Linked DNA regions of Mus musculus: regions 1, 2 and 4 are each linked to region 3. The links are chromatin contacts, called in public promoter capture Hi-C maps. All regions are on one chromosome and are shown on one strand. The core of a region is the stretch at or near the end of the contact, and the rest is flanking DNA. Distances in the headings are between cores, read along the strand shown.

Region 1 (2,700 bases), core at 104-2,603, 580 kb before region 3:
AGACCAGCCAGGAGTACATAGTAAGACTCTGTCTCATGGGGGAAAAGAAGAAACCGAGCTGAGAACAATCCCATAGCAGACAATGCTCCGAGGCACTGTCCCCGGCTCAGGGGCAGCAGCTACAGGTCTCTGTGTCTCTCTCCACAGAGGACACGAGAGAAAAGGAACTCAGGTTCCCTGTCATCTGGGAACCTGAAGTCTGGCGTGGTACCACCAGAAAACTCTGTGGCCACTGCTTCAAGACACTGAGGAGAGGAAGGGCACCCACCTCCCACGCCACTCACCTGCCAAGCTCCTCTCCCATCTCATAATGGTCCTCAACATCCTCTTGCCTGAATGTGGACATGGCGGCTGGCCTTCTGAAGGATTCTGGGGACACAGGAGCTGGAGGGACAGAGGAAACAGGAAATGTTTATCACGGATCCGACTTCTCCCAAGAGGCTTCCCCAGCATATGTGACACACAATGCCCCTGCCCCAGATTTTCTTTGGTCATCTACAGCCTCTACCCACAATTTGGTCATGGTAGAGCAAACCTGACACCCCACACTGGGGAGCGGAGGGCTGCACGGCTACGAGTTCAAGAGCATACTCAAATACTTGGTGAGTTACAAGCCAGCCTGAGTTCCATGAGACCAGCTCAAGTGACTGGAGAGATGGCTGAGACGGTAAGAGTGGGTGCTGTACTTGCACAGTCTCCAAGTTCAGTTTCCAGTGCTCACTAGTATCTCTAACTCCCAGGCCTGATGACCTCTAACGCTCTCTTCAGGAACCTCAGGTACCTGCGGGCACTGTGACACCCCTCTCAGAAACAAGCATAGATATAACTAAAAGAAGCGGAACAACATCTCTCAAGCAGTATATATATATATATATATATATATATATATATATATATGTACAAAACTATAAAACACAATACAGTGTCAGGTGCCCTTTACCCTAGCACTCAAGAGGCTGAGGCTGGAGGATTAAACAGAGTTCCAAGTCAGCGTGGGGTTCTCTACTCGAAACACTTCCATAGCGTCCGGCTCTTGAAATTCCTACCTAGCTTCCTCACCTGTCAATCATGCCCACCAGCACCCCGGAACTCAGGGGTGTCGCCGGAAACCTGACACATGCGCAGCAGTGTTGCTATTCCTAGAGGTCCACCCCTCGAGATTGGAGAAAGCCATGCCCCTCGCGGGTTCCCTCCCCTCGCTCCCGCCCTCGTCGCGTGTCCCTTGGGTCCCAACACAACGTCCCGGACCCGGCCCATTCGTACCGTCCTCAGCCATCGAGTCCCCGCCCGGTGCCAGCGAGGCCCCCGCGAGAACCTCCGGTACAAATCCTGAGACGGCATCTACGCATGCGCTGACAGCGCAGGGGCACACCTCCGCAAAACCCGAAAACCAGCGCTCATTGGACTACGACTTTAACCGGAAATTGAATGCACACGCTCATTGGTTAGCATCTGACCTCTCAGCGGAAGCGGACGTTGACTAGTGACGTCATCACCCAAGGCTAGGCGAGAGTCCAGTGCTCATTGGCCAGCCTGACAGATTCACAGGAAGGCTCGACACCGCCCTTGTGGAGCACATCATTATTGGGCTCCTGGCTGATGATTGGCTAACGCGAGAGGCTGAAAGCCAATAACCTGGAGCCGGGTATGCGCAGACCAAACCCCTGATGTGCAGGTCTATGGAGTGATTCAAGTTTGTGGAATGGACTGAGGCAGTACTGTGAACTCACAATAAAACCCATTCTGTCGCACGGGGTGCAGTGTGTGTGTTATGTGTGAATCACCGCAGGCCACCTAAGGGTAGCCAGATACCCTGAAAACCAGGAAAGCGTGCGCTGTACAAAACAGAGTTGCGAGCACATGTGGATCAACCACTGTAGTTTATTACTCCAATGATTCATTCCCACAGCCGGGCTGCAAGTCTAAGGCAGGCTGCCTGCCTTCCTGGAGGCACTTACCCCACCTCCCCCTCTGGGGGAACTCCACTTGGCCATGGACCCCAAAAACCTCTGAATGCATTTATTTAGACTTTTGGACATCTGCGCGTTTCCCTCTGAAAATGTTAAGAGCCGTGTCCCGCCCACCCCACAGCCTGCCAGTCCAGCCTGCAGAGAGATTCCCGCTATCTTGTAATTCCGAAATAAATAGAATTGGTAGCAAGTGAGTGCTGAGTGATGTCAGGGTGGCCCCAGCAGCCTCTAGAGGAGCACTGTGGGACAGTCTCAAGGTGTCTTCTGATGGGTGGGCACTGTGCAGCATGTGGCAGTATCAGGCTGCCTACAGTTTGTCCAGGAAGTTGTCCAGCGCTGGGATGCCCTCTTTCAGGCCCTTGCGCTTGCGCGTCTCAGCTACCACTTGGCTGGGGCGGCTGCTGTTGTCAAAAGGATCCCCAGGCAGGATCTGCCAGTGGTCAAACACGCACTGGGGGAAGGCCTGGCCGCCGGTGTTGGATCGCAGATCAGCGGTGAAGCCTAGACAGAAGACAGGAGACTCAGGTGACTTCCCTGGGGGGGTGGGGTGGGGGGGGGACATGCTTAGCTGTCTTGCCACCCCTCCCAGGAGGGATTCCTGGGTCCTTTGTTTTGGTTTCTCTGTGTAGTTTGTAGCTCTGTCTTTCCTGGCACCCTTAAGCAAGCTGGCCGTGATGACAGAAATCTGCTTCTGTTCTGCACCCCGCAGCTATATTACACAGGCCTTGCA
Region 2 (2,802 bases), core at 237-2,736, 730 kb before region 3:
TGTGGTCTCAGGAGACTTACTTGGCGTCTCTGCGCCCCATCAGGTTCCACAGCTTTGGAGCAGGGAGCTTTGGGCCTGGGAATTTCAAGGCTCAGGAATTCTGTTTGTCCTCATGCAGACTCTGTGTAGACCAGGCTGGCCTGGAACTCACTGAGCTCCATCTGCCTCCAGCTTCTGTTGGGGTGACAGGCACAGGCCACCACACCCCAGCTTTGGACACCAGGAAGCAGAAGGATTCTGGAACCCTCCCACCCTGAGTCCCTGGGATGTGGGATGGTCCTGCGTTCCTGAGCCATGTTCCCACCGTTGGGGGTGGAAGGCAGTGGTATTCTGTCTAGGATGGGGCCTCATCCTTGTATATGTGTGCCCTGGGACGCTAGAGCTCATTCCTTGAGGCCCAGGCTGGGTGGCTGAGTTCCAGCCTTGGTGGAATGTGGTGTGTGGCTGGGCTCTGCAGGCTAGGCCCCTCCTCCTTCTCCCAACTCCTCCATCTGCAACAAGCCTCCCCCACCAGGCCTCAGAGCAGCCTGGGCTCCCCACACCTCCATCACCCATAGCCACGCTACACAGCCTCAGTTTTCCCCGTGTAACGAATTTGCCTTCCCTGGTGACTTTCTGCTTATGAGCTCCTGAGGCTGAGCCTTGGCCGCAGCTGTGCCCAGTGGGCTGTTCTGCCAGCACCCCAAATACCCAGTGTGCATGCCCACAACCCCACAGACTCAGGTTCACCTTCACCGCATGCTGTTCCCCCCACTGCCTGCTTCCTGTTTGTGCCACAGTTCCAGGGTGCAGGTGTCATCCTGTGGCAGTGGGCTGGGGGAGGGGCCCCGAGGCCTGTTTTCTGGCATGTTGGATGGATGCCCCTCTCTGGGTAGGACATGTGCCATCGAGATGTGACCCAGGTTCTGAGCTGAGCCTATGTGAGTACAATCACCATGCCCAGCTCCAAGCCACACACTGTAGCTCCCAGCTCCATTCCATCCCACCCCCAACTTCATCACTGCCACAGCATCTTGGACTGGCCTCACCCAGACACAGGAAACCAGTGTACCCACGTACCACCAGGGAAACTGCACTTGCCCAGGCTAGACCACCGGAGTAAATGTCACACCACAGGATCCCCTTCAGGGAACTTTGGCACCTGGTTGCTATCATTCCCCCCTGTAGGCAGGCCACAGCAGGGTTGTTAGTGGATCTGGGTTCCCCAGGATCTATGCAGAGGCTTACCTGGGTACAGTGGTATAGTCACAGTAGGGAGGCAAGGGACTCACCTGTGCTGTTTGTACCTAGGTGTCCTCTGTGGTGTTCCAGGCCAGGCAGAGAGAGCAGGTAGGGGAGTTCCCTGGGGAAACCAAGTCACGTTGGTTGAGGGGAGGCCCCAACAGAAGCCCTGGGGCCGTGGGTACAGGGGAGCACTGGAGACCCTCAGGCGTCCAGGGCTGGAGGGATGGGACTGTGAGGCTGTTTCCCGTCCCGCCCTGTCTCCATCTGTCTTTCTGCCGACTCTCGTCAGCCCCACCCCCTGCGCTGGCGCTGGCCTCGCCTCTCAGCCGCTAGGGTGGGAACCAAGCAGGGCACAAGGGTGACAGAGTAGAGAGAGACATCAGTTGTTGAAAGGTCAGGGACCCAGAGGGAGGCCATGTGGGAAGAGCTGGGAGGCCAAATGGGGCTGGTCCTGACACAGCAGCAACTAACCTTCGCCAAGGCTGTCCAGGAGCCTTCCAGGGATATTGGGTCAGCAAGGCCAGCTCCAGCCTGACTGCAGGGACCAAGAGCTGGAGGGGAAGGAGAGGGCTGGGGTAGGGGAGGTGTAAGGTCGGAGACCAGGCTGTCCTCTAGAGATGGAGCAGTCTTGGGGAACCCTCCCCTGCAGACTCACTGCCTGAAGCCCTGACAGTTGCCCAGGATGACTGAGCCAGGCAGGGGTGTTAGTCCTGTGCCTAGTAGCTGGAGGAGGGGGGCCTGCGTGGAGGAGGTGACCTTGGGTCTCTTTGGCCCTGACAGGTCCTGGTGGGGATTGAGATGCCTGGCCTGGCTGTGACCTCAACCTCCCAGTTCCATAGTCTGCCCAGGGTCAGCCAGACTCTTGTCAGCAGCAGGAAGCCCCTTGCCTGCTGCACCACCCCCACCCTTCCTGCCTTCCCACCCATCCCAACACTAGGTCCTGACCCTGACTGGCCTCTACCCCCGTGAAGTTTGTAGTTCCTCTGATTTCCTAGCTGGGCCTGCCCTGTCTATCCATCCCATAAGCTAGGGACAGAAATGGACACAGATCATCCCACGTTTCTGATCTCAGGCTGCTGAGGCAAAACAAATGTCTTTACCTTCTCAACATTTGGCTAGGTATCAATACTGTGGGTGTAAGGGGTATGAAGATTGGGTTTTTTCGGGGGCTGGTGAGATGGCTCAGCCGGTAAAAGCACTGACTGCTCTTCTGAAGGTCCTGAGTTCAATTCCCAGCAACCACATGGTGGCTCATAACCACCCATAATGAGATCTGATGGCCTCTTCTGGTGCGTCTGAAGACAGCTACAGTGTACTTATTTATAATAATAAATAAATCTTAAAAGAAAAAAAAAAAAGCCGGGCGTGGTGGCACACACCTTTAACCCCAGCACTTGGGAGGCAGAGGCTGGTGAATTTCTGAATTCGAGGCCAGCCTGGTCTACAGAGTGAGTTCCAGGACAGCCAGGGCTACACAGAGAAACCCTGCCTAGGTGTCCTGGCAGGAATGTTTGGTGGTGAGGGTGAGGAGCTGTGGTGGGAAGAGGATCTGAGGCTGCTCTTGATGTGGATGGGTTG
Region 3 (2,700 bases), core at 173-2,672:
AGGGTGTCTGAGATCCTGGTGTCACCATGGCTGCCCCTGCAAAGGCCCCATGGCAGGCAGAGCCCATGAAGGGCGTGGTGACATCTGGCTTCCCCAGGGCATACACCACGCCTACAACGCACAGCGCCTGACTGGGCTACAAAGCGCCACTGTCTCCAGGGCAGAAGACACAGCTTTGTTTGTCCCCTCAAGACTAGACAACAAGGGACACAGAAAGATGGATGCCTTGGGGACAGATGACAGCCTGGGCTTATGGGCCTCTGGAGAGGAGTTTAATAGCTATAGGATGGTAGCCAATGCTTGGCCAAAGGGGCCCTTCATGTTCATTGCAATTGTGGCCTGTTATTCCCTTGTTTTAGGTGACAGGTGCCCACTGTACACCAGCATGGGAACAGGTTTGAAAGGGGCTCCTTGTACCACAGACAAGGACCTGCGGTCCAGCAGACACTTCCCACCTCTGAGGAACCACACGCCCTCTGCATTCAACAACTGCAGGCAAACAATGGGCCTTGGGTCCTGGGTATAGGGTCCAAAAGAATGGGACCGTGGCTGGACAGACTACAAGGATCAGGTCTGGAAGCTCAGGCCTGAAATACAAGTCACTCAATAAGCCACTAGATGGGAGTTCGGGGCCAGCTTCAGCGGTACAGGAAACTTCCAAAATAAAAAAAATGAAGTGGGCTCGGGGTAGAGCTCAGCAGTGCTGAGCCTACCTATGTCCACCAGTGAGGGACTGAAGCTTAGGTTAGGGCCCCTTGTGAGGGGATGGGGTGTGGCGCAGGGGTAGAGTCCCTGCCTGGAATCATCCATTTAAGGGCTGGGTACAAAGATTAGCGAAAGCTCCTGGAATCCACTTCTGAAGGGAGGGGAAGGGGATCAGTAGTCCAGTGCCAGTCTAATATAACCAAAGTCCAGGATTCGATCCCTGGTACCACCAAGATACCCCAAGAAACCCCATAGGGTACAAGAGCTTAAAGGGAAACTGCACACCTGCTGTAAGGATGGTGGATAAGATAACCCTGAGGCAGGGGACTGTGATGACCCGGAACATACAACCGGAAGCAGCTGGAAATCACAGGGTTTCCGGAATCAGAAGTAGGGTACACGCGTGCGCCGCAAACCAACGGCATAGGGCGCGGTGGGCGAAAAGCCCTGTGCACACGCGTACTAGCGTTGACTACTCGCGCACGCGTACTCCCACCGCCTCCCGGGACGCGCACAACCCTCTCAGGCTACGCGGTCTGTCCCGATAAGGCCTTCTTTCCCTGTCCACCGCCCTTGCCTTGTCACCATCTCCGGTGCCCCATGGCGGATTCGGAACGGCGAAAGCCGAACCCCTACGGCGGCTGCTCACCTGAGGGACACCCGAGCGAACGCCACGCTTATCCAAGTCCTAGCAACCGGGCCGCCACGCCTGCCACCGCGGGGCACCACGGGAGCGTAGTTCCATGGGCGGGGCCTGCGCGATGCGACTACATTTCCCTTAAGGCCGTGCGCGTGGCTGCTTCACAAGGCCTTGCTGAGTCTAGGGGGTTTTCTTATGTGTGCTGCAGCGAGTAGAATACTGTGGTTTGAGATCCTGGGATGGCACTGAACTCGGCCCCTTTGTGACACTTTGAGACATCAGCAGAGAGAAGACTTGAGGCAGAAGGAGACTCTATGGCCATTAGTCACTCAAAGAGCATCTGCCATCATACTTCTGTAAAGTCCCATGTTGCTGGTGAACAATCACTTTTACTGCTTGGAAAGTGACTGTAGTCTGAAGTTTTAGGTCCACTCAGGCCCTCATTCTCCTCATCTGTACATGGGTGAAACAGATATGTGAACTTCTGAATAAGTCTGGGGCTGGGGCTGTTCATGGAGTGTTTTCCTAGCACCCAGGAGAACCTGGATTCCATACATAGCATTCCTCATGGCACAAGCTGGTCATGCCTGCACTCTGGGGGTGGATACAAGAGAACAAAAGTTCAAGATGGTTGGGGCGAGGGCCTTTAACCCCAGCACTTGGGAGGCAGAGGCAGGCAAATCACTGGGAGTTCCAGGACAGATCCTGTCTTTAAAAAACAAAAACAAAAGATGAAGAAAATAAATGAACAAGTAATAGAGGCAGGAGAGATGACCTAACATTAATACCTTTTAGTTAATTATTGTTTTAGATAAAGAGTTTCACAGTGTAGCTTTATCTGCCCAACATGTCATTCCCAGGCCAGAGTCCCTGAGTCTCTCCCAGGGTCCTTCTTCCTCTGTGGCTTAGGACATAAACAGCAGATTGCCTGGCTGAGCCCTGACCAGCAGGAAGGTAGAAAGTGGCACCAGAGAGCCTGGGGTTGGCTCCAGGATCAACCTGTTTGCAATCTTCTAGGCCTGTCTGCCAAACACAATCTTTCTGGAATAAGGAATGCCTTGTGACCAGCTTATCAGAGCAGAGTAGGTCCCATGAGTTTGGTGTATGGCTGCTTGCAAGACAGATAAGTGGGAGATTAGTGTGGATATGACCAGCATTACAAAGCTAGAACCCAAGCCGGGTGGTGGTGGTCCACGCCTTTAATCCCAGCACTTGGAAGGCAGAGGCAGGCAGATTTCTGAGTTCGAGGCCAGCCTGGTCTATAGAGTGAGTTCCAGGACAGCCAGGGCTATACAGAGAAACCCTGTCTCGAAAAACAAACAAAAAAACGAAGCTAGAACCCTTAGGTACAGTGT
Region 4 (2,700 bases), core at 171-2,670, 780 kb before region 3:
GCCCGGAAGCGGGCCTGCAGGGGCTGCTTGGGGTCCACCAAGGTCTTCCCTATGGCCTCTATCTCTTGCTCCGTTACCATGGCAACGGCCTCCCCAGCACGTGATCTGCAAGGCCGGATTCTAGGCAGTAGAAACCTACGGTAGAAAAAGGAGAAGGGGAAATCTCAAGCTAGGGCACACACCTGCATATCTGCCATTCCAGCCCCGGGATGCTGAGGCAGGAGGACCCCTGAGCTCCAGGCCACAGAACTTTCTCCACATCCATCCAAGTGCTGGGATTAAAGGCATGCGCCACCACCACCTGGCCAGACTTTTTCAGGATAGCTTAGATGAGGGATCTAGAAACTGTCAGTTGCAAAATGGATCTCACCCCTGCCTCCCACACCACCTTACTGGAGGTTCTCATGTAGCCCTGTGGGATACACTTTATCCGTCCCCTCCTCCCTCCGGACTTCTCCCTGCTCCTGCCTTTGCACAACTTGTACCCTCTGCATGGCCCCATAGATGCAGGACAACACTCCCACACAGGTGTTTTCTTTCACGGATGAATTAACACGGAAACAGACATCGTCCAGTATAAGAGGACCGGCCCCTGTCAGCCATTAGACATACAGCAGATGCATACATAACAAACTGGACTAGCAGGCTGTGGCAAGCTGGAAGGCCTTCTGGGCTCTGATGTCACCCAGCGTCCCCGAGTTTAATGAGGCAGGTATGGCTGCCTCACCAGTGATGCCCATCAGCCTACAGTCACACCTTGAAAATGGAATTCATCAACACACATGAAGCAGGTCTACGGGAGCTGGCAGCAGCTGTGTGGCAGTGAGACCCACATCCCGATTTACCCCGAGCAACAACAGGGGAGACCAAGGATCTCGTGGGTCCAAGAGTGCCCATTCGAGGTATGGGGCCTCCCGCTTAATTCAAAAAGGCTCCAGGCTGGGCAGAGGCTGAAGCAGGAAGATAACCGGTCCCAGGAGATCCTGTTTCCAAATACTTAAGCTGAGAGGTCAAGCGCGGGCCGGCCTGCACGTGAGCCCCGCATAGGCGGCCAACCTGTCAGCTAAGCACGGGGTAGGAGGAGGCCATTCGTAGCCACACAGTGGGTTGGAGGCTAGCCTGGGCTACATGATATCCTGTGTGACGTCAAATACTGAAGGAAAAGGGTCCAATTCCCCGTAGGACCCCCTCAAGGGAAATCCCAGCGCTCCCGGGAGCAGCGAGTACCTCAAAGCGGAAGTCCCCCGAAGGGGGGGCACTTCTGGCACTGCTCACCGTGTTTTCGTCTACAGGGACTCGTCAATAAGCTCCGTATACTCGGGACAGATGGAGAGAGTCGCTGCGACAGCTCCAAGAACAGGTCCGCGGACGCATCTCGCGCGACGTCCTCTGGACGCCGCCATCTTGATGGCCACGTGACCATGCTGGGCGGAACCATCGTCGCGACTAGGGGTGACCACACCCGGAACGATGCGGCAGCGACGCCCCAGGACTGTCCTAAGAGCCGGAGAAGCAACTTCCGGTCTTCCTCCGGAAGAAGAGTTTCCGACCGTCTCTCCCATAGAGAAAAGAAAATGGTTTGATCCCATTCACAGCACAACCGGGCCGGCCGTGCATAGCGCATGCGCAGTGTATAGTGGGCGTGGCTATGTTCTACAGGGCGCGGCCAATGGTCTCTGGGACCAAAACAGAGGAAAAGAAATGGGAGATAAAATAGGCGTTACGAGCAATCTCAGCAGTGAGGGCACTTGCAGTCAATTTGAGAATGAGTTCGATTCTGGGGATCAACAGGATATACGGCAGTGACATGACCATAAAGTCGAAGTTTAAATTTTTAAATATGCCGGGCGTTGGTGGCGCACGCCTTTAATCCCAGCACTCAGGAGGCAGAGGCAGGTGGATTTCTGAGTTCGAGGCCAGCCTGGTCTACAGAGTGAGTTCCAGGACAGCCAGGGCTACACAGAGAAACCCTGTCTCGGGGAGAAAAAAAAAAAAAAAGCCGGGCGTGGTGGCGCACACCTTTAATCCCAGCACTCGGGAGGCAGAGGCAGGCGGATTTTTGAGTTCAAGGCCAGCCTGGTCTACAAAGTGAGCTCCAGGACAGCCAGGACTATACAGAGAAACCCTGTCTCGAAAAAACAAAACAAATGTATATATGTGTGTGTGTGTAAATGTCATGAAGTTCATTACTTTTTTGGTTTAAAGATTTATTTATTTATTTTTAAAGATGTACTTATAATATATAAGTACACCGGTTGTGAGTCACCATGTGGTTGCTGGGAATTGAACTCAGAACCTCTGGAAGAGCAGTCGGTACTCTTAACCACTGATCTCTCCAGCCTCCTCATTACTTTTTTTTTTTTTTTTTTTTTTGAGACAGGGTTTCTCTGTATAGCCCTGGCTGTCCTGCAACTCACTTTGTAGACCAGGCTGGCCTCAAACTCAGAAATCCGCCTGCCTCTGCCTCTCGAGTGCTGGGATTAAAGGCCTGTGCCACCACGCCTGGCTTCCTCATTACTTTTTTAATGATTTATGTACATTGGTGTTTTGCCTGGATGTGTGTCTATGTTAGGGCGACAGATCCTCTGGAACTGGAGTCAGAGTTGTGAGTCACCATGTGGGTGCTGAGAACTGAACCTGGGTCCTCCGGAAGAGCAGTCAGTACACTCAACCACCAAGCATGTCTCCAGCCTCCATGAA

The links. Promoter capture Hi-C pulls out the DNA fragments that hold promoters and counts their contacts. Capture Hi-C pulls out chosen DNA fragments and counts their contacts.
Region 1: a promoter capture Hi-C map of adipose tissue shows a contact between it and region 3. The contact joins the promoter of Dapk3 here to the promoter of Scamp4 in region 3. A contact is called at or near these places in 3 of 39 promoter capture datasets (liver, neutrophils and pre-B cells), 1 of 484 Hi-C or Micro-C datasets (B cells), 3 of 115 datasets of contacts at active chromatin or transcription factors (effector CD8 T cells, embryonic stem cells and pancreatic cancer cells) and 2 of 9 other capture datasets (adipose tissue and liver).
Region 2: a promoter capture Hi-C map of liver shows a contact between it and region 3, with 2.5 times the contacts expected there. The contact joins the promoter of Tbxa2r here to the promoter of Scamp4 in region 3. A contact is called at or near these places in 5 of 39 promoter capture datasets (the C10 cell line, erythroid cells, liver and 1 more), 1 of 484 Hi-C or Micro-C datasets (CD4 T cells) and 1 of 115 datasets of contacts at active chromatin or transcription factors (effector CD8 T cells).
Region 4: a promoter capture Hi-C map of adipose tissue shows a contact between it and region 3. The contact joins the promoter of Dohh here to the promoter of Scamp4 in region 3. A contact is called at or near these places in 4 of 39 promoter capture datasets (the C10 cell line, the HPC-7 cell line, erythroid cells and 1 more) and 1 of 9 other capture datasets (adipose tissue).

What each region holds. Positions count from the first base shown.
Region 1 is chr10:81,181,660-81,184,359 of GRCm38.p6, reverse strand. Dapk3 (death-associated protein kinase 3) reads right to left here and starts at 1,353. Exons shown (of 9, transcript NM_001190474.1): 1 at 1,264-1,353; 2 at 285-384. The coding sequence starts at 1,276. It overlaps Eef2 (eukaryotic translation elongation factor 2), which reads right to left. Exons shown (of 14, transcript NM_007907.2): 14 at 1,851-2,471. The coding sequence ends at 2,278.
Region 2 is chr10:81,327,387-81,330,188 of GRCm38.p6, reverse strand. Tbxa2r (thromboxane A2 receptor) reads right to left here and starts at 1,486. Exons shown (of 3, transcript NM_001277265.1): 1 at 1,272-1,486.
Region 3 is chr10:80,601,604-80,604,303 of GRCm38.p6, reverse strand. Scamp4 (secretory carrier membrane protein 4) reads right to left here and starts at 1,422. Exons shown (of 7, transcript NM_019575.4): 1 at 1,355-1,422. It overlaps Adat3 (adenosine deaminase, tRNA-specific 3), which reads right to left and starts at 1,424. Exons shown (of 2, transcript NM_001100606.1): 1 at 1,355-1,424.
Region 4 is chr10:81,383,154-81,385,853 of GRCm38.p6, reverse strand. It overlaps Dohh (deoxyhypusine hydroxylase/monooxygenase), which reads right to left and starts at 1,420. Exons shown (of 5, transcript NM_133964.3): 1 at 1,276-1,420; 2 at 1-135. The coding sequence starts at 80. It overlaps Gm48551 (predicted gene, 48551), which reads right to left and starts at 1,420. Exons shown (of 6, transcript NR_168929.1): 1 at 1,276-1,420; 2 at 1-135.